Linked DNA regions of Mus musculus: all the other regions are linked to region 4. Evidence: chromatin contacts called from public Hi-C, HiChIP or PLAC-seq and promoter capture Hi-C data. All regions are on one chromosome and are shown on one strand. Each heading gives the region's core, a stretch centred on a gene start, on an enhancer-like site or on the middle of the called end of the contact. The rest is flanking DNA. Distances are from core to core; before and after follow the strand shown.

Region 1 (2,700 bases), core at 175-2,674, 1.7 Mb before region 4:
TGTGTGTGTGTGCTCTATGTATTTGTTGCCTTCTTTCAAGGGGGATTCAGTGCATAGCCCAGGCTGCCCTGGACATTTCCATCCTCCCACCTCAGCCCCTTGAGTGCTGAGATTTCAGCTCTGTGCTCCCTCACCTGCCTCCCTTCCCTCTGAACATCTGTTATTTATAGAAAGAGTAAGGGAGAAAAACACAAGCAAACAAAACAACAAAAACCCCACTTCTGGCTTCAGTCAGGATGGCTGCAGATCAGCCGTTATCACAGCTCAGGGACAAGAAGGAACATGGAGTGAGGACTGTCACATAAAGCTGGCCTTTGGCCACACAGATAGCAAATGAGGGTCTGGAGGGTCTACTGAGCCCCAGGCTATAGGGTGCAGACTCCCACCCCTGTCTTCTTGTCATGGGACACCCCCAGGGGCTGCTGAAGCCTTGGGCCTTCAGGGACTCAGAGGGCTCCTGTTCCGCAGGTCCCTTCTTCTAGCCCCTGGGTCAGGACAGCAGAACAGTGGCAGGAGCCCTCCCTCTATAGCCTGCTGCAGTCCCATGCTGGGAGCAGACCTAGTGGTAGTCAGAGTTCACCCCATGGCCAGACATTCTGCAAGGAACCCCCTCCTATAACTGCTCAAGGCTGACCCTCTCCTATGATAGCCTCTTTGCCCTGGCTCCAGGTGGGGGGTGGATAAGTCCCTCAGGGAGTCAAGATCAGACACTTCCATGATCCTGGGTGTGGCTACAGGGAACAATAGAGCAACCCAGCTCTCAAGCCTGCAAGGCCTTAGTGAACTTCACCTTCCCTGTGTCTCAAATGCCTCTGTAAAATATGTCCCTGCTGTCTCCTGGGCACAGAGAACTTATATGGACAGAGGACAGTGCCAACACTCACCACCAGCTGCCTAGGACCAGAATTCTCCAGGAACCTCAGGAGAGGTGTACTGTTAAGACACCACACCTCCACATTTTACAGACCAGAAGCCAAGATTCAGCTGTGCTCAAGAAAACTCCTAGGACATGAGCCTGGGGTGGTGGTGCACGCCTTTAATCCCAACTCTCCGGAGACCCAGGCTGGTCTACAAAGCTTGTTCCAGGATAGTCGAAGCTACTCAGGGAAAACCTCCCTCAAGGTGGGAAAAAAAGGGCAGGAACTGTAGTTCCCAGGGCAGGAGCTGAGGATCCAAGGTTCAGCGGCTGCCTGTAGTGGAGAGGATCTGGGTGCCTCTCTCAAAAACAAAAGAAAAAGAAACTTACCCAAGGTCAAAGACGGGAAGTAGGGAAAACAGGGTCACCGGCCCAGGGCTCTGGGCTAGCAACCCAGAAGTACCTGCTAGCTGCGAGCGTCAGTCAGCTGTCAGCAGTCAGCACAGGGGCAGCAAGCTCCCAGAAGGGCGCACAAGCTCGGGTCTTGTGCAGAGAGGGTTAGGGTCAGTGCTCCTCCTCCAGGCAGAGAAGAGGCGGGCTCTAGGGCCCGCCCAGCCTAGATCTCTCCAATCATAGGAGGCCCTCCGGCCAGGCCCCCAGATATGACCAATCAGGAGATCTTTCCCTAGTCCCTAGAATGGGGTGAGGGATTTGGGAAGTGGACTGGCAGAACCAAGCTCAGGTCATCCGTCCATTTGCGGGGACCTTGCTCCCCAGAGGGCTCCGGCTTTCCCTTCTGCAAAATGGGCCACCATCGTCTATAAAAAGCACCGTGCAGCGACAGGCACGTCCTCAAAAGGCTGGGTTGGAGACCTCCCCGCCTCCCCGCACCCCCAATTCCGGGTAGAGTTCATTGCCTAGCATGCCCGGAACCTAACTGGTCGCCCAGGGCCCAGAGCCAGCCGCTGATTCACCAGACCAGACCTCGATGGGACTTCAGTGAGCCTCAGTCCCGAGACTGGAGGTGGGCATAGACCCATGAGTGAGGAGGCAAGGAGGCAGGAAGCAGGAGGCGGGTCTAATCTGCTGAAGGTGGGACCTATGGAAAGTGCAGCTGGGAAGGGAAGGGCAAGCCCTAGCTGGCCTAGTCCCGGCCTTCAGGCTTTATGCTATTTGGGTCATTTCCTTCACCCAAGCGTGATAAGCAAGGAGCACAATGCTGGTGACTGAGACATGCAAGGTCACCCATCTGCTGTGGACCTGGGGTTGTGTCCTGGTGGGCCTGAGGTTCTGAATCCCATGCCCTTCCCACCTCTTCACGGCCTCTGGTTTTCTTCTCAGAAGTTCTCCTCTGGCCCTTCCACCTTGTCACAGACCCCCTCCCTGGGCAGAGTCATTGTCCTACTTGAGAAAAGTCAGAGACAATACAGGGTCCAGTGACATGCCCATCACTTCCTGACCAAAGCTCTGTCCTGCAGGCTCCCTCCCAAGGATTCTCCCCTGCAGCTACTCCATTAACCACCCTGCCTCTCAAACCACCGCTGAGACTCCTTACTCAAGCTCTTCGCCCCTCTTCAGTACACCAGGCTGGCTCTAACCACATCCTTTGCACTGGCTCTGCCTCAAGCAGACCCTTGGATTGTGATAGCAGGCACCTCTGTCTCTTACCAGCCAGACAAAGTCTGGCTCTGGGTTGCTCAGCCCAAACATATTGTACCCTCCACACAACCTAAGGAGCCTCTTGGGCTCTTCTGTGCCCCTCCACTCTCAGTTACTGCCAATAGAGAACTAACCATGCCCTCAGTGCCCCTGTCCTCTGTGCATCTGCTCTCCTACCAGACTGT
Region 2 (2,700 bases), core at 6-2,505, 1.9 Mb after region 4:
GCTACACAGAGAAACCCTGTCTCGAGAATCGAAAAAAAAAAAAATGCCGATGACAGAAATAGCTAATTAAATGTCATACCCAGGAGAAGACCCTTGGCAACCAGAGTCCCCAGTAAGTGTCTTGGATCCTGGGGTTTCCCCCGGCCTGATCTGCTGGATGGTGTACCTGCTTTGGTGCTGTGCCCTCTGGCTGCTTGCTCTCTTATGCTAGGACTATGTGCTGCATCCTTATTAGACGCACTCATTTGAAACAAAAGGCGTGCAGAGCATTGTAGATCACTCTCCCTAAGGAACACCTAGCAATAAGGGCCACACCAGGCCACACAGTGAGCGTTCAGTAAATGGTAGCTGTTATCACTACGTGGTAACTAGTAACTATTCTTTAAGTGAATGGAGTGGATACTCCAGGATTTGGAAACACCCTAATATTCCTTCAACCCTGGGAAAAAGCAGCAAGCGTGGATAAACCAGAAGTATACTCTGGCAGGAAGTTTTGAAGTCTAACCGATCTTGAGTAAAGTAACTGAAGGGGAGTCATCGAAAACAGGTGGGCAGGGGGTAACCCACAAAATCCTTCTGTTAATCTGCTATTTTTATGAGATACATTTAGGAGTTTTAAAACGGGGGTGGTGGGGTGGTGGAGGGTGTCTCATAAATAGTCTAACCTGGCCTTGAACTCCTGGTCTTCCTGCCTTCACCTTTCAAGTATTGGGATGACAGATGATGAGGGATTCTATGCTAGCCTGATGAAATGCATTTGAAACTTCAAGTTGGCATCAGCATTCTGTCAGGCCCCTTTCTATAGTTGTCACACTCGGGTCTGACAGATATCTGAGGGAGTGGCTCTAGAAGAGGAACAGGACGCACTCGCACAAGCCTGGGCGGTGGACTTCCTCGAGTCACTCACTTCTCTCCGAGCCGTGATCTCCCTGGAAAGGGAACGACAGGACACGACACAACCCCGGGACCGCTCTTCCCTTCGGAGCCACATTCCCGTGGGATTTACAAGGGACATCCGTGGAAGGTGGCTGGCCTCGGGCTCTGGAGCCAGGACAAGGGTCCCTCAGACGCCAGCTCCTGCCTGTGAGAAGGCAGCGACAGGGATCTGCTAGCCAGGGAGCCAACACCTACCGCCTGCACAGCCGGACTACACCGACCGCTGCTCCCCATGCCCGCTCGGCCGCCGCCATCACTTCAGTGCCAGTGCGCTTGCGCGGACCCGCCTCCTTCTTGTCTCCAAGTCCTACGCAGACTCAGGCCCTGCAGAGAGGGCGGTCCGGGGACGCCGGTTCCTTACAAGTTGAGGGCGGTGCTGCAGGTGGCCTTTCCGCCCTCCTTTTACTGAAAGTAGATTTTTTTCCCTCACATAATATATCCAGATTACAGTTTCCCTTCCCTCTATTTCCTCCAATTTCCCCACACTTCCCCTCCGAATTCACCCCCTTTCTGTCGCTCATTAGAAAACAAACAGGCTTCTAAGGGAATATATGATATATGATATAACAAAACCTAACACATCAGAATAGGACAAAACAAACAAGGAAAAGAGTTCAAGAAATGCATATAAGTGCAGAGACACACTTGTTCACATATGCAAGAGTCCCGTGAAAATACAAAGCTGGAATGTTGCGGTAAATCTCCAATCCAAATATGCCTCAGCAATGAAAACACAACACAGTTAATATGAATACATATGTGCACCTAGTTTGGACAGATCTACCGCTACACGACCATCTTCCACATCTATGAGACCCCTTAGAGCTTGCAGTTTCTCCAGGCCATGTGCTTCTGCTCCGCTTTTCTTCTTCCTCCTCCTCCTCCGCGTCCTCTCCTTCATCCATTTTCTCCTTCTTCTTTCTCCACCTTCCATTCCACCTTCCCTTTTATCTGCCCAATCATCAGCTCTCCTTTATTTTACAAATTAAGGTGGGAAGCAGGTTTACAGGAAATCACCTGAGCGCTGACTCATTCCTTGTTCAAAACCACACACAGGAAAACGGAATTAACATAAAATATAATTAGCCCCAGGGCTATCGACAACACTGGAAGCCATAATATATATGAAAAGGGACCTACAGGGCAAAGCGGGGAGGGAGGGATGAAGAAAGGGAAAGAGAGAAAAATTGTAAAATATATGTATACATAAAATAAAAAACAAAAACAATGTAATGTAAACAAAAATGTGTAATTAAATAAATATACAAACCCAAAGTCCTAGCTTAACATTATGTGACCAGGGACCTTCAAAGATGCCAGTGAGCTGGTTCTTTGTTGACCATTCTACAGCTGGACACGTGGCCTACACTTAGGAATAGTTTGTCCTCCACGGCGAGATGGCTCCATGGGTAAGCGCACTGACTGCTCTTCCCAAGGTCCTGAGTTCAATTCCCAGCAACCACGTGGTGGCTCACAACCACCTGTAATGAGATCTGAAGCCCTCTTCTGGTGCATCTGAAGTCAGCTACACTGTACTTATGTAGAATAATAAGTAAACGTTTGGGTCGGAGCAAGCAGGGACTGAGTGAGCAGAGTTGACCGGAACGAGTGGGCCGACCGGATGGAGCAGAGATACTAAAAATTCAATTCTCAGCAACCACATGAAGGCTCACAACCATCTGTACAGCTACAGTGTACTCACATACATAAAATAAATAAATAAAAGGAATAGTTTGTCCCCCACGGTGAGATTCCCATGGAGAA
Region 3 (2,700 bases), core at 189-2,688, 1.8 Mb before region 4:
AGCAAGGCCAAGCCCAGCGGCATCAGCACAGTTGTGTAGACAGCCCAGGCAGCTGCCTCCCACACACCAGGCACACAGAGGCCTACTAGGCACCAGCCTCAGACCAGCCCAGGGCACCGCTATTGCCACTCCCTCTGCCCTCATAGCCTGGGTGGGCCTGTGGGCTTGCCTTCCATGGAGCAGAGCTCCCTCTCTGGCTTAGCCCTGGCACCCAGTCCTCCCTTGGCCCAAGGCTGGACCTCAGCCACCACTGGCCTTGACATGGCGCTGACCAAGGAGAAGTGGAACTGCCTCTCACCCTGTCAGCCCTCAGCCCCTCACTCTACACACATCTGAAAACTCATCCTAGCAAAGAAAACATAAGATAGAAAAGTCAGACAAAGCAGAACCAACCCCCAGACTGGCTGTGTTATTGTTTTGTTATTGGCAGTGGGCAAAATAATAATATAATAATAAGTAGACCTGATAAGGGTGATGAAATACGTAAGTAAACTTTATATAATATAAATATATAAATATATAAATATATATATATACATACTGTATAGGTAGTGTTTGTGTGTGAAAGATAAGCATTTCATCCACAAAGCTAGCACTAGGGACCTCCTAAGGACTGCCACTTAGGTGGCAGGAAGTCAATCTAGATACATGTGTGAGTAGACCAAAAAACCCTGCTAGAACAAACCCAGATCCTTCCATATTTTCATACAAAGAGACTCTCTAGCCTGGCTGAAACCTTACACGCTCATGACTCACTGTGCCAAGTAACACAGCACCTGACTGTCTAATACCCCACTCTGCTCTGTATAGCCCCCTATTTTATTAACAGAGTACTATTCTAAGTAACCAGTATTATAACTGCTGTTATCTCCAGTAAGCAACTAGGCAAAGTGCAGTCAACTCTACCCTAGTACTTGGGGCAACCAGTCTAGAGCTGGCTGTCTCAGGACCTCAGCCCCACAGATCCCTAGACACTTTATACTGGCTGCCATAACTTTGATCTCCCACGCTCTACATTCCTTCCCTCTGTACATGGTGAGCCACGCTCCCCCTCCCCCACAGTCCTCCCAGGGCCCACGTGGCAGAGGGGTTCCACCCCAACACAACGACCACTCATCTTCCATAACTTCCTCATCCAGTTCCCAGCCCCAGCAGGCGGGTGGCGTGAGCGCTGGGCGGCCCAGGGCGGTGTGTGTGTCCCGTGTTGTGTTCTGAGTGGCAACAGCAATCACTGTAATTCCATGCAGCCATGTGCTCGTGACCCCTGTGTCATCATTGCACCTGGCCAATGAGTGCTTGGCCCTGGCCAGGTGAAGCCCCCACTGCCTCTCATGGTCCAGTGAGCTGCCAGGCCTCACATGCCCCAGCTGTGTTCTTGTCGCTTCCATGTGTGACACCATGCACTCCCCTGGGGCCACGTGCTGCCCATGTTCCTGTGCCTGAGTCACCCACGGGCTGTACTTTACAGTTTCAGCCCTTCCAGCCACCACAGCCTCCAGTGCTGTGCTCCTAAGCCTAGGACCCGAGGACTGCCTGTGGCCTCTGCCTGCGCGGAGGCCCTTTCAGATTGGAAGGAGTTGCCGCCTGACCGTGGGCTGCGTCTAGGACCTTGTGAGCCACCGGGGCCTGCCCAACCACAAGAGAGATCAGGAGCCTTCTGGCCCATCACCACTCTGCTGGCCTGCTTGGGTCACCCATTTCCCTCCCCTTCGTGTCACCATCGTCGAGGTCACGTACCAGCAGATCTGCAAACTGAGCACTTTGTATCTGTGCAGAGAGCAAATCCTGCAACATGGAGGTCAGCCTTCTGTCTCACGGTGGCTGGACCCGCCCGCCCCATCCTCTGTCAGCATGGCTCATCTTTCTCTTGTCATCTACGCAGAAAGAGAACTGATCACCATAGTGTATCTGACTGGGGCCAGCTGGCGAGGAGCTGCCCGCTTCACAGTGCCCCGAGTTCCTTGCTTATGCTCCACGTACTGTCTGTCCTCAGTTAAAGAACACTGTCTGACAAGGAAGGGGGACTGTGCTGCATGTGACCTGGCACCAGTCGTGTGGGGCTGTGCTCTCTGTATTGTACATTTACAAAATACACCAGTGTTACTGTTGGCAAATAGTTGGAGTGGTAACATTAAATATGCCGGCTTTTTTTTTTTTCACTCTCTCTGAGCTAGTGGTAAGTCAACCATGAACTTGAGATTGTTCTGAAAAAGACATGGCTGTTAGGTACACTCTCACTCTTTTTAAAGGGACACTTAGGAACAAACTCAAAGGAAGGCCCAGTTTATCTGGTAGGGTGGAGTGGGGCCTCCCTCTCTCCACAGTGTCCTGTATTCTCCTGGCTAGCCAGGGCTCTGGGCTCCTCCCATGTTATCTTTCATGTGTCCTAGAGACAAGCCGAGGATAGTGGGTGAGTTCTAGGGACCAGGCTTCTAAGCATACTCAGTCTTTCTCTGAGTTCCTAATTCAATATGTTATCGGATCAGGATAATGAGAGCTTGTGATCCTGTGTTGTTTTACAGACAGGGACCTGTCTTCATAGGATGTGCCTGGGCCTGCAAGTCACACAGCAGAACTAGCTTGGAAAGCATAGGCTTTTTTTTTTTTTTTTTTTTTTTTTTTACTGATGTCCCTTGTTGCCTGTTATTCAGCTATGGCATTGAGGCACTGAGTGTCTACACTTCTATTTACCACTGTCAG
Region 4 (2,700 bases), core at 118-2,617:
TAAGGATGGGTAAGCATGGAATGGCAGACCAGTAATGAGAGATTCTATAAAGGAGGAAGATAAGTTGTTTTTTGTTTTTTTTTTTTTTAAGAATTGGGTGCTTGTCATATCATTGGAACTTGTAGGGGCCTAGGGGCTTATGGTGGACACAGTCAGCTTTTCAAAGAACATATCCTATTATGGTGGCATAATATGCTTTCTATTTTTTATTTATTTATTTTTGAGTCTCTGGCATATAGATGCAGTACCTTCCTGCATCGATAGCAGCTCTGGGTACCACAGTGGCATCCAGCAGACAAGAGGGTGTGGATTCCTGTCTCAGAGGTCATACTAGCCCATCTCCCTAAGATACCCTTTAGCACCTTGGGGTATCTCTTGTACTATAAAGCCTGCAGATCCCCCTTTCTGAGCGTCCTTCCTGATTTCCTCTCTGCCCTACACTAGGTTCTGTGTGGGATTATTGATGCTGTGCATACAGCAGAAGTCACATCCTGCCCAGTAGCTGAGAACCAGATGCCTAAGACTGTAGGAACAGTAGCAGGCCTCTCACTGGAAGCACTCAGCCTGTCTCTGCCCACCTCGTCAGGTGGTAGCTACTGATTCATCCTACACCTCGATTTAACAGATCCCTCAGGTGACCTCATGTCAGGACAGAGCTCCAACTCCTAGACAGACTGCTAATCTGCAGTCTGAACTCTCCCACCTTTCCTGGGCATTACAAGCTTTGAACCAAGGGAGTGGTAATCCCTATATACTCCCAGCCTTCGCTGTACTGCATCACGCACCAGGCCCTTTTCACCTGGAACATCCTCCCCATACCTTTGCCAACTGCAGCCAAGTACAATTGATTCCCACTTTGATAAAAGCCCACAGCAGCCTGGGTGCTTGAAGGATTGAACCTCAGTGCTTTGGGAGAGGTTGATGCCAAATCAGGAAGAAATCAGAAAACAAGCTGGGCAGTGGTGGCCCACGCCCTTAATCCCAGCACTTGGGAGGCTGAGGCAGGCAGATTTCTGAGTTCGAGGCCAGCCTGGTCTACAGAGTGAGTTCCAGGACAGCTAGGGCTACACAGAGAAACCCCAGCCTCGAAAAACCAAAAAAAAAAAAAAAAAAGAAATCAGGAAACAGTCTCAGTTGCAACAAGTGGCCATACCGACACTTAGATACCTAGGTCACACTCTAGAAGGCCGGATTGGTCCTCAGAGCCACTAGTGACCCAAAGTCCCGCTTCCTTGCCTTAGCGTGGTAAACGCTGAAGGGTTAAGCCTAGGTGTGCAGGAGGCGAGGGCTCAGCCTTTTGAAAGCTGTGGGCGGGGAGCGGGGCGGGGCTTTCTGGTGTGGGCGTGCCCAAACATTCTAGCCCTCCTTCCGCTCTAGATTGACGAGGACGTAGTGACGTCTGAGTCCTCCCGGCGCTTCCCGGGCATGGGCGGGTCACGTGGTCTAGTTTTCGCGCGAAAACCGGTGGCAGCTGGTGCGGTGGAGCTAGCGCAGACATGGCGGTGAGGAATGGGCTGATCCCGGGCGGGCGGTATTCAGCGATCTCGGCTAGCTTGGCCGGTATCTTCCTCTAGTGGCAGGCTTGAGTGCGGGGCTACCTGCACCAGTCTGGGACGGGTCGTCTCTGCTCTCCTCATGTGTCTCTAGGCCCCGGGTTTACACGCACTTATGGTGGTGAGGCTGCAGGAAATGGAACCCAGAGCCCCGCGCATGTAGGGAAAGCCGGCTACCACGTAGCTGCGTGCATCCCTTCTCTCTTGAGAGTCTCATAGCTGGGCCGGGGAGGCGTATGCCTTTAATCCCAGCACTAGGGGGTTACAGGCAAGCGGGTCTTTGAGTTTTACAGAGTGAGTTCCAGGGCAGCCAAACTGCACAGAGAAACCCTTCCTCAAAAAGAAAGAAAGTAGAAAGGGTCCCACTAAGTAACCCAGGCTGGGGTTGAACTCGCTCTGTAGTGCGGGTTAGCCTTGAACTTGGCGATCATCAGGCTTCAGCCTCTAGGTATTTTGGATTTCATGCCTGTGACATCAGGCCCGGCTTTCCTACTCTGTTTTGTTTTTTTTTTTTTTTTTTTTTTTGGTTTTTTGGTTTTTTGGTTTTTTGGTTTTTTTTTTTTTTTTGGTTTTTTCGAGACAGGGTTTCTCTGTATAGCCCTGGCTATCCTGGAACTCACTTTGTAGACCAGGCTGGCCTCGAACTCGGAAATCTACCTGCCTCTGCCTCCCAAGTGCTGGGATTAAAGGCGTGCACCACCACTGCCTGGCTCGGCTTCCCTACTCTTACTGTTAGCGTTTTCATTAAAGGTTAAAGATCTGTTCTTTCCACCATTCACTTCTAGAATAGTGTTCCTTGATGCCTCTTTTATCTTCACCTCTTGTTTCAGCACCCAGCATATTGTGGGGTTTGGGCTAAGTGGGGTGTGAAAATAGATTATAAACAGGTTTTTAAAAAAAACTACATAGCCCCCGAGGTTTTTCATAAGACAGACATGGACAGATCTGAGGGACTAATATGTCCCTGAGAACAATGCCTAGTGTACAGGAGACAGACTGTGGGAAGGCCCCATGGTAACCAGGAGGCTGTCAGCCTGTGTCCCTCCAGTGTCTGATGGCAGACTTTTTCTCCTACAGGAGTCTTCTGAGTCTCTCTCAGCATCTAGCCCTGCCCGTCAGCGGCGCCGGATCAGTGATCCCCTCACCT
Region 5 (2,700 bases), core at 122-2,621, 1.7 Mb before region 4:
TAGACCAGGCTGGCTTTGAACTCATAGAGATCTGCCTGTCCTCTGCCTCCTGAGTGCTGGGATTAAAGGCGTGTGCTGCCCATAACTGGCCTAAATCGTTTAAAGTGAAAAACTTAAAGTGTTTTAAGTAAACAGGACACTTTAAATATCATTAACCGAATCAGCAGCTGAGGCCTCCAGTGGGCCCCCTCCTGCCTCCTATCCTCAGAGGCCAGGAAAAAGGCAGGGCTAGACTGGAGGCCAGTAGTCTGGCCCAGCGCCGCCTGAAAATGTGCCAGTGTGCAGCAACAGCTTTGTAGACATTGGATCAAGTCACCAATTCAGTTATTTCTCCTAATTTGGGAGGCCTGGAGAAACTCTGCTAAACTAACTGGTAGGGGCACTTTGACAAGGGTATCCCAGGCTCCACCCGGAACCCTGCTGGACCCTGGGCTTTCCAGAACAGGAAAGTCCATTTGATGGAGACCCCGCATCTAACACACAAACAATAACACCGGAAAAGGCAGAGTAGCTAGGATGTGTTGAGAAATATGGGAAAGAGAGGAGGTGTTCGTGTGATGGACCCTCCCCACTTCCTCCCCCCACTGCCTGATAAACACCCCCAGATCTGATTTAAGTAGGGCCTCAACGGATTAAGATCTTCTTTTTTTTTTTCCCTTTTGGTTTTTTGAGATAGGGTTTCTCTGTGTAGCCCTGGCTGTCCTGGAACTCATTCTGTAGACCAGGCTGGCCTTGAACTCAGAAATCCGCCTGCCTCTGCCTCCCAAGTGCTAGGATTAAAGGCGTGTGCCACCACTGCCTGGCTACGGATTAAGACCTTAAGGTTGTGGGATTCTAGGTTCTAGGCCTAAAGACAAATTCCTTCTTTTCTGAAGGGGGTCCTGGGCTCGGTCCCCAATCTCCCCAGGAAAGAGTAGCTAGAGACACAAACACATGTCACCTCTGGGGAAAGCAGGAGTCACCCCCAGGCAGCAGTGCCTTGGAGGCATGACAGAGAAGGACTAGTCAGAGGCTCTATAAAAGTCTTATCTTATATATTTACCCACTGGGTAGGAACAAAATGTAGTCTTAACGTGCATTGCTTTTTTAGCACCGAGTCTGAACATTTTACCCTGTTCATAATGTTGATTCCCTCTCTAAAATGATCTCTTTGCGTTTGCCCACATTTATCCCTTTGCTTGGATCTTTCATAATATAGACATTAGCCCTTTAAGAAATGCATGCGATTTCCTGCTCTCAGATGAAGAACTCGGTTGGAAGCAGAGGCCCACCTGCAGGGGCCCTTCCTTATCAATCCAGCTACTGCCGCCCCATTCTCTGCAGCAGGGGCCTCAGGTCTGTGTGTAGCTGCCTATCAGCCCCGCGCACCCCTCGGGCACACACCACCCACACCACCATCACACACACTCTCCTACTCCTGACCAGGGCTGTCTGGCACACCCTGTCCTTTCCTAGCATGTCCTCTGCCCCAGCCCTCACCCACCACCCTCTGCCTCCCCCACAGCCTGGTGCACATTCTCCCGGCCACACACAAGGCCACACATCTAATAGCCCCACATCAGAACAAACTCTGTGTCTCTTCCTTCAACTCTCCTCTCTCTCAGCGCCAGGAACTCCTGACCAAGTTTCCGTTCTCCTCCTCCAGTCACAGCTCAGTGCTGTGCTGGCCATGGCAACAGCATTCTCTTCCTCAGGACCTGCTGTGTGTGAATGGGCTCTTGGATCACTCTCTGCTGCCCTCGCCCCTGGAGAACAGCTTGAGGTGGCCAGCCTCTGAACTTGTTCTCTGTCCTAGCCCCCTGCTCTAGCTCCCTGCTGGTCTCCCTAATGACTCCGCCATGGTCCCCAACCCCTTTCTTCTCCTGACCCAGTCACACTTCCAATTCTCCCTTCTATTTACACATCTCTCTTTCAAGGCTTGAGTTACTTCCAGCACCCAGCCCACCTTCCCCACAGTTGCATGCCTCAGGAGGGAGGAAGGGAGACTTGACTCCATGGTCCCAGACCCTTGCTGCTGATGCCACCTTGGGTTAGGGCTGAGCCAGTTCTGGCCATGAAACTGACTGACGGTGCTGGGGATGGACCCCGGTGCCTTGCCTGAGCTAGGGTAGTGCTCTATCCTGGGACTGCATCCACAGCCCTGGCCATGAGAGTTAAGCCATTGACCGAGCGTGTCAGGTGAGAAGAAGATGAACTGAGACAAGGTCAACAGAGACTAGCTAAAGTGTGTCCCCCCAAATTGACGGGACTGCAGCTGTAAAGACACAGTGTTTAGAGACACGGTCCTCAAAGAGGGGCTGAGCTAAGGGAGTCATAGGAGGATGATCCCTGATTCCCAATCCTACAAGACTGGTAGGGTATCTCACAAGCACAGATATGCAAAGAGAGGTGACCATGTGGGGAGCAGGGGGGAGGGGGGAAATGGCATTACTGGCTTAGGATGTCGACACTGCCAACACCTGGCATCTCAGACTTCTAACCCCTAGAGATAATGTCAACTTCTGTGGGATACACTGTCTGGCTTCAGGTGCTCTACAGCAGCCCTGGCAGACTGAGGCAGATGACAAAGGAGGCCTGACCCCTGCTGATGTCCTGACCACCCAGATCCAGAATGGCTCTTTCTCCAGGTTTCTTTTGTGTGTCCTTGATGTCACTTTGGTCTGACTGATGCTCTGAGCTCATTGATGTCCCTGGTATCCC
Region 6 (2,700 bases), core at 170-2,669, 1.8 Mb before region 4:
CACATGCCTATCACAGGACCCTCCAGTGTGTCGGGGCTAAACATTGGAAGTGATGCTTCAAGTGGGGCTTCACAGACCACATTCTTACATTTGAAAATCCCATGGCAGAGAGCTAGCTGGAAGGTAGAGGTTCAGACTAGGGAAGGGAAGTGTCCCACACCATGGTATGCACTGTGCTCCAAATTAACAGAGAGGCCAAAGAGTGATTTAAAAAAAAAGAACCTAGTTAGGAAAGCCCCTGACCTGCTACTGTCCTCTGTGGGTGTATGTGGGGACACCATCTAGGAGCTCTGTGAGGACAGCGTGTAGGTACCAAGTAACAGAAAGTCCTGCGTGCTGCAAGCACATGGCCATGTCTGCCCCCTTGCCCTCCATCCAGGTGCTGCTTCTCGCCCTACCTCAGCAGCGCCTCCTCTCCCCAGCATAGCAGCCCCTTGGCCTGACTCCTGCTGCAGCCGCAAGCCCTGCACCCTTGCCCCAACTTCACTGCTGCCCTCTCTAAGGCTAGGTTTGCAGGGTTTGTGCAGGATGAATAGGGTGCTTTCCTAGCCCCAGAGCCCTTTATCATATGTGCAGACCCTCAGCTAGTCAGTGTGGCTGCCTAGCTCCTGTTATTGGTAGCTATCATCTGCAGACCTTCTGCCCAAATCTGTGTCCTAGAAGTACTGGGCACAGTAGGGGCCCAGAAAATGATGTGTAGAGGAGATGATACCTTTGGAAATGGATCTAATGGGTTTGGACACAGCTAACAAACATTTAGGAAGTTGTGTGCATGTTCCAGAAGCTAACAGTATGTCACCATTGTGCAGTCTCTGCCTTTATTGGTGAAGTTGTATGTGTGGTTGTATGTTTATAGGTTATTTGCATTTTTGTTCTCTGAGCTACTTATGTGAACTGGACTTGAAAACTTTTTGAATCGTAGTTTCTATTGTTGATCTGAAGACTTCTTTGCATATGGAATAAAGCAGAAGACTACAAAGGTCAAACACATGGTGGCATGGCATAGCAGTGTGTGCTCAAAGCCATTAAGTTTAGCCTGACTGTCGAAAAGCTGCTGGAGATGGGGCTGGGTGAGGAACCTCTTTATCTCAAGAGCACAGGGAGCTATAGAGGAGTTCTGAGCAGGAGTGGGATAGGATAGAGTCGATTTTTGAAAATTGCTCTACATACGGGACAATACTGGCTAGAAGAAGGAGCTAAAAGGGTAGACTGGGGCTGGAAAGTACAGGCCATGACTGGTTGCAGAGTGCCTTGTTTTAACTACAGGAAGAAGGCACAGACATGCTTGCTGATGATGGAAAGGTGAGAGGGAGGGGGCGGGAGATGAGGGATGGGATGGCTTCTGCTACACACACTTCCTGTGCTGCTAGCATCTGCACTGTTGTGAGTTACACTATTTTGTTTCTTGCGGTTTTTCTCTCATCCGTTCCCCTACTTCCTCTGTACATAGAAGGAGCAGAGCAAGAGAGGATCCAGGCTAGGTCATTCTCTGGGTGAGTAGGTTTGATTGCCCAACATGAGGCTCTGCCCCAATCATCTCAGACCCACATGGTATCTACAGATTGGTCATCTGTCCCATGCCACAGGACTGACCTCCAACCCAGACAGATGACAGAGCTGTTGCCAGGGTAACCCCAGACAGGAAACATGAAATAAGTATTTCCAGGCAGGATATGGACATGGGAAAAACAGATAGGAGTGTCCCTGAGGGAGCTGGGGGGATCTCAAAAATCACTTGGGTCCCTTGACCCTTAGCTCTGCTGTTCTCATCTCCTCAGGGGCTCTTTCAACACCCAGTTAGCTCCTCTGCTGAGAAGGTTCTGACTGGCAATGTGAGGTGGGCATTTGTCTTATGCTTCCTGCTCACTTGGTAGAGGAAACTATAGGGTTCAGAAGGGGCACCCTCCATACTGAGGTCACAGGCAGTCATCCTAAGCCTGTGTCACAGCAGGCCTAGGCACCGTACCTCCCAACATCAGAAATTGCTATTTTCCTTGTAAATTTTTACATTGATTTTATGTGTATCAGTGTTTGCTTACATGTATATATGTGCACTGTGTGTATGCCTGGCACTCATGGATCTTCTTGGACTGGAGTTAGGACGGTTGTGAGCCCCTATGTGGGTGCTATGAATTGACCCCATATCCTCTTCAAGAGCACTGAGTTGTCTTTCCAGCCCCAGAATTTTATCATTTGCAAACAGATTAAAAACAAACAAACAAACAAACAAACAAACAGCAGGAATATATCCAAGTCAGGTGTAGTAGTGCATGCCTTTAATCCCAGTACTTGGGAGGCATAGGCAGGCAGATCTCTGAGTTTGAGAACAGCCAGGGCTACACAGAGGATAACAAGCAAAACAAAACAGTAATGCAGATATATAGTGAGATATATACTTATACATATATGTGTGTACATACATATATACATACACACACACACACAGGTGTAAGTAGAATGTTTCAGTGGAAGGCCAGTCTTCCTCTTTTCTGTTCCCAGCTCTCCTTGCCCTTTCCAGGGTGTTTCTGTGCCTTCCCTGGCTCATCCTTGTCAGAGGTAGTATATTCAGGGACCAGCAGATCTTCGGTGCCCGCCCCCCTTACCTCCAAAGGTACAAATACTTAATATTAGCACACAGGCCAGCCCTCCAGTACTGTAACCACTATCTTGTTTTGGCTTATAGTTGTAGAGATTTCAGTC
Region 7 (2,700 bases), core at 167-2,666, 1.8 Mb before region 4:
GTAGGCTGGCACTCCCAGGCTTTCAAGGCAGCCTAGACCCTGCTCTCTCCCCATCCACAGGAACAAAATGTCTTACCCTTCAAGCTGTTCAAGAACCAGACAAAAGACTGAATCTCTCTGGTCACTGCTCCTCCACCCTGGGCTTGAGGGTCAAGGACAGCATCATGAGCCAGGCCTAGCCATGCCTCTCTGACCTATCCCCCTGTGGCTCTGGTGTAGCCTGATGACCACCAAGGGCTTTAGGCTCTTCTCCAGGAATGGTGGTGACTGCCTGTCTACTTCTGGTTCAGTGCTCAACTGGTTCGAAACCCCGTACAAAAGACACAGGCTTTATTTCTTCCAGTTCAGAACACACAGGTCTAGCCCCTGACCAGAACATGCATTGATTTTAGGGGCACACATCCCTGTGTATGCTGACCTACCTGAGTGAAGTGGGGCCCAGCTTTGGTGTCAGAGAGACAGGGCGGGCTTTCCCAGTGGAAGCTGCTGTTCTGTACCCTTTGATGGCCCAATTTCTAATGGGACTTACTCTCTCCTCATGACAGTTGGTTGAAATTCTGAGCATTTAATGAAAAATGCTAGCCCAGGCTTCAGTAAACTGTAAGGGAATTTTCAGATTAACATTCTCTGCCCACCCCGACTCTCCCCTACACACACATAGATCCCAGTGGCTCAGTGGAAGCCAGAGAGCCTAAAGGGTGGTGTTTCTTAGACTAAGCTGCTAATACTACTCAAAGAAAACCTATAGGCAGAGCCAGGTAAAGCATGTCTCCCAACTCCTGATCCAGGTCTTCCTCAAAGAATGGCTGTCATACTTTATCCACAGGGGCATGTTAGGAGGTTCAACTGCCTGTCCCTGAAGGCAGAGGCAGTTGCTGGCTCAGAAGCCCAGTTTCTTAGCTATGGACCAGAAAGCAGGTGCTGAGATTTGCTGCTGTCCCTGGTGCAGAGTGCTTTGGTCCTCCCTGCTTCAGGCTCCTTCCCACAGGCCCCACCCTGGGATGGACCCTCTGGAGTACAAACAACAGGATTCTAGCAGAACTGGGCAGGGGCAGCCTTTCTGCCAGGCTGCTTAGTGCAGAGACATTCCTTATTTGTCTGAAAAGCAGACATTGGGAAGGACTGAAGCCTGGGTGGGGCCCTTCTCTTTTCTCTCTGTGCCCATTCTAGAGACCCTCCACCCTGCCCCAGGGACTACAGGGCTTTTAGAGTCCTGCCAGCACCCGGGTGTCTGGTCTCACAGGGCCAGGAAGCTTGGCAAAGGATGAGGGCTTGTGTTAGAAACTCTTCAAATCAGTGTCTCCTTTTTCTCCCCATCCCACACTGAAAAGCAACTGCAGAGAAAAAACAGTATCTGTGCAGAATAGAATGTTCCAGGCCCAGAGCTAGGATGAGTCAGCAGCCAGTCCCTCTGTCCCCATTAGTTGGCCTTGCTCCTGCTTGGCATGAAGATGCTCTGTGGGACTATAGGCAGTGAGGTGAAGGGACACCATTTTCTACCAGTGGTACCTGGGACAGTGTTTATGGGGAATCTCAGTTTCATCACCTGTACAGGGAGTCACAATTCCTCTTTTAGGGAGTTTTAAAACTTAAAATATTTTTATTACATCATGTTTGCTTCCAAGCTTGCCATGACAAATGCCAGAGGTGGACTTCACTCGCAGGCCTTCATTATCTGCAGGCTCTCGAGGCTGCCAGTCTGCAATGGAGGTGTGGCCTGACTGTCTTCTGAGCCTTTCTCCTTAGTGTGCCACCTTCTCCTCATGACCTCACTGTCTTCCCCTGTACATGCTATATCCTGCATTCACCTTCTTAGGATACCAGTTCAGTCCACCCTAATGTCTTTCATTTCTATGACACTATCTCCAGGGTGCTAGAGAGATGTTTCAGCTGTGAAGAGCATTCACTCTTGCAGAGGACCTGGGTTCAGTTCCCAGCACACACATGGTAGGGTTCTGGGAGATAAGCAGGCACAGACAAATACATTCATGCAGACAAAACACTTATAAAGAAAAAATAATTTTAAAAGATCCTATGTTTAAATGTAGTTATGGGAATATGGGTGTACAAAACCAGTCCTACATTTAATTCAAGTGGCAGGAGAGGTGATGTTCTTGTTTATTCAAAACATACTGAGCACATAGCACTGGCCAGGCTCTGTTCTAAGTGCTGAGGGCCATTAGCACAGTGGATCAAAACCTCTTGCCTTTGGAGGGCTGATATTTTTGGTTGGGAAGCCAGCGCCTACAGTACAGTATACCAGATGTTAGAACAGGCAATTTGTTCAGAAGCTCCAGGAAGATGGAGAACAAAGGGCTCTGTGGAGCCCTGGCTACCTGGGGTTGGGGGCGCTCTTCCTCACCTGCTCCCCAGGTTCTGCGTTCCTATTCAGCATGTGCCCCTTCTTTCTCTCCTCTGCAGTGTTGAGGGCGAGGCCCCCAGCAGCGAGACTGGCACATCGCTGGACAGCCCCTCAGCCTACCATCAGGGTCCCCTGGTACCTGGTTCCAGCCTGAGTCCAGACCACTACGAGCACACATCAGTGGGCGCCTATGGGCTGTACGCAGGGCCAGGACCACAACAGCGCACACGGAGGCCCCGGCTGCAGCACTCGACCTCAGTCCTGCGCAAGCAGGCTGAGGAGGAGGCCATCAAGCGCTCTCGGTCACTCTCTGAGAGCTATGAGCTCTCTTCAGATCT

What was found. Promoter capture Hi-C pulls out the DNA fragments that hold promoters and counts their contacts. A called contact is a pair of places that touch in the nucleus more often than the background predicts. HiChIP or PLAC-seq counts read pairs in DNA pulled down with a chosen protein or histone mark.
Region 1: an H3K27ac HiChIP or PLAC-seq map of embryonic stem cells shows a contact between it and region 4, with 4 times the contacts expected there. The contact joins the promoter of Aldh1l1 here to the promoter of Mcm2 in region 4. A contact is called at or near these places in 5 of 39 promoter capture datasets (the 3T3-L1 cell line, cranial neural crest, hippocampal neurons and 1 more) and 4 of 115 datasets of contacts at active chromatin or transcription factors (astrocytes, embryonic forebrain, embryonic stem cells and 1 more).
Region 2: a contact with region 4 is called in a promoter capture Hi-C map of neutrophils, with 3 times the contacts expected there. The contact joins the promoter of Nfu1 here to the promoter of Mcm2 in region 4. A contact is called at or near these places in 2 of 39 promoter capture datasets (liver and neutrophils).
Region 3: a promoter capture Hi-C map of embryonic stem cells shows a contact between it and region 4, with 3 times the contacts expected there. The contact joins the enhancer-like site here to the promoter of Mcm2 in region 4. A contact is called at or near these places in 5 of 39 promoter capture datasets (the 3T3-L1 cell line, cranial neural crest, embryonic stem cells and 2 more) and 2 of 115 datasets of contacts at active chromatin or transcription factors (embryonic forebrain and pancreatic cancer cells).
Region 5: a contact with region 4 is called in a Hi-C map of the G1E-ER4 cell line, with 14 times the contacts expected there. The contact joins the enhancer-like site here to the promoter of Mcm2 in region 4. A contact is called at or near these places in 5 of 39 promoter capture datasets (cranial neural crest, embryonic stem cells, frontonasal cranial neural crest and 2 more), 1 of 484 Hi-C or Micro-C datasets (the G1E-ER4 cell line), 6 of 115 datasets of contacts at active chromatin or transcription factors (embryonic forebrain, embryonic limb bud, fetal liver and 3 more) and 1 of 9 other capture datasets (liver).
Region 6: a contact with region 4 is called in a promoter capture Hi-C map of pre-B cells, with 3 times the contacts expected there. The contact joins the enhancer-like site here to the promoter of Mcm2 in region 4. A contact is called at or near these places in 10 of 39 promoter capture datasets (the 3T3-L1 cell line, cranial neural crest, embryonic stem cells and 5 more), 1 of 484 Hi-C or Micro-C datasets (CD4 T cells), 3 of 115 datasets of contacts at active chromatin or transcription factors (embryonic hindbrain, forebrain and large pre-B cells) and 3 of 9 other capture datasets (adipose tissue, embryonic stem cells and liver).
Region 7: a contact with region 4 is called in a promoter capture Hi-C map of hippocampal neurons, with 4 times the contacts expected there. The contact joins the enhancer-like site here to the promoter of Mcm2 in region 4. A contact is called at or near these places in 5 of 39 promoter capture datasets (the 3T3-L1 cell line, hippocampal neurons, liver and 2 more) and 2 of 115 datasets of contacts at active chromatin or transcription factors (embryonic forebrain and embryonic stem cells).

Annotation. Positions count from the first base shown.
Region 1 is chr6:90,549,517-90,552,216 of GRCm38.p6, reverse strand. Aldh1l1 (aldehyde dehydrogenase 1 family, member L1) reads right to left here and starts at 1,424. Exons shown (of 23, transcript NM_027406.2): 1 at 1,247-1,424.
Region 2 is chr6:87,008,391-87,011,090 of GRCm38.p6, reverse strand. It overlaps Nfu1 (NFU1 iron-sulfur cluster scaffold), which reads right to left and starts at 1,255. Exons shown (of 8, transcript NM_020045.3): 1 at 1,132-1,255. The coding sequence starts at 1,190.
Region 3 is chr6:90,659,794-90,662,493 of GRCm38.p6, reverse strand. Iqsec1 (IQ motif and Sec7 domain 1) reads left to right here. Exons shown (of 14, transcript NM_001134384.1): 14 at 1-2,700. The coding sequence ends at 39. Among named protein-coding and RNA genes, the nearest start is that of Slc41a3, 56 kb to the right of the region's middle. Within about 2 kb of position 1,438, at least 28 of the 459 cell types and tissues checked have an H3K27ac peak or open chromatin away from gene starts, as enhancers often do. A contact at or near this core is called in embryonic stem cells, where this site is marked.
Region 4 is chr6:88,897,447-88,900,146 of GRCm38.p6, reverse strand. It overlaps Mcm2 (minichromosome maintenance complex component 2), which reads left to right and starts at 1,367. Exons shown (of 16, transcript NM_008564.2): 1 at 1,367-1,502; 2 at 2,631-2,700. The coding sequence starts at 1,497.
Region 5 is chr6:90,621,927-90,624,626 of GRCm38.p6, reverse strand. All of the region lies in intron 2 of Slc41a3 (solute carrier family 41, member 3), which reads right to left. Among named protein-coding and RNA genes, the nearest start is that of Slc41a3, 18 kb to the right of the region's middle. Within about 2 kb of position 1,371, at least 53 of the 459 cell types and tissues checked have an H3K27ac peak or open chromatin away from gene starts, as enhancers often do. A contact at or near this core is called in the G1E-ER4 cell line and fetal liver, where this site is marked.
Region 6 is chr6:90,739,635-90,742,334 of GRCm38.p6, reverse strand. The region is part of intron 1 of Iqsec1 (IQ motif and Sec7 domain 1); the gene reads left to right. Among named protein-coding and RNA genes, the nearest start is that of Iqsec1, 69 kb to the left of the region's middle. Within about 2 kb of position 1,419, at least 108 of the 459 cell types and tissues checked have an H3K27ac peak or open chromatin away from gene starts, as enhancers often do. A contact at or near this core is called in pre-B cells, where this site is marked.
Region 7 is chr6:90,694,572-90,697,271 of GRCm38.p6, reverse strand. It overlaps Iqsec1 (IQ motif and Sec7 domain 1), which reads left to right. Exons shown (of 14, transcript NM_001134384.1): 2 at 2,422-2,700. Among named protein-coding and RNA genes, the nearest start is that of Slc41a3, 91 kb to the right of the region's middle. Within about 2 kb of position 1,416, at least 40 of the 459 cell types and tissues checked have an H3K27ac peak or open chromatin away from gene starts, as enhancers often do.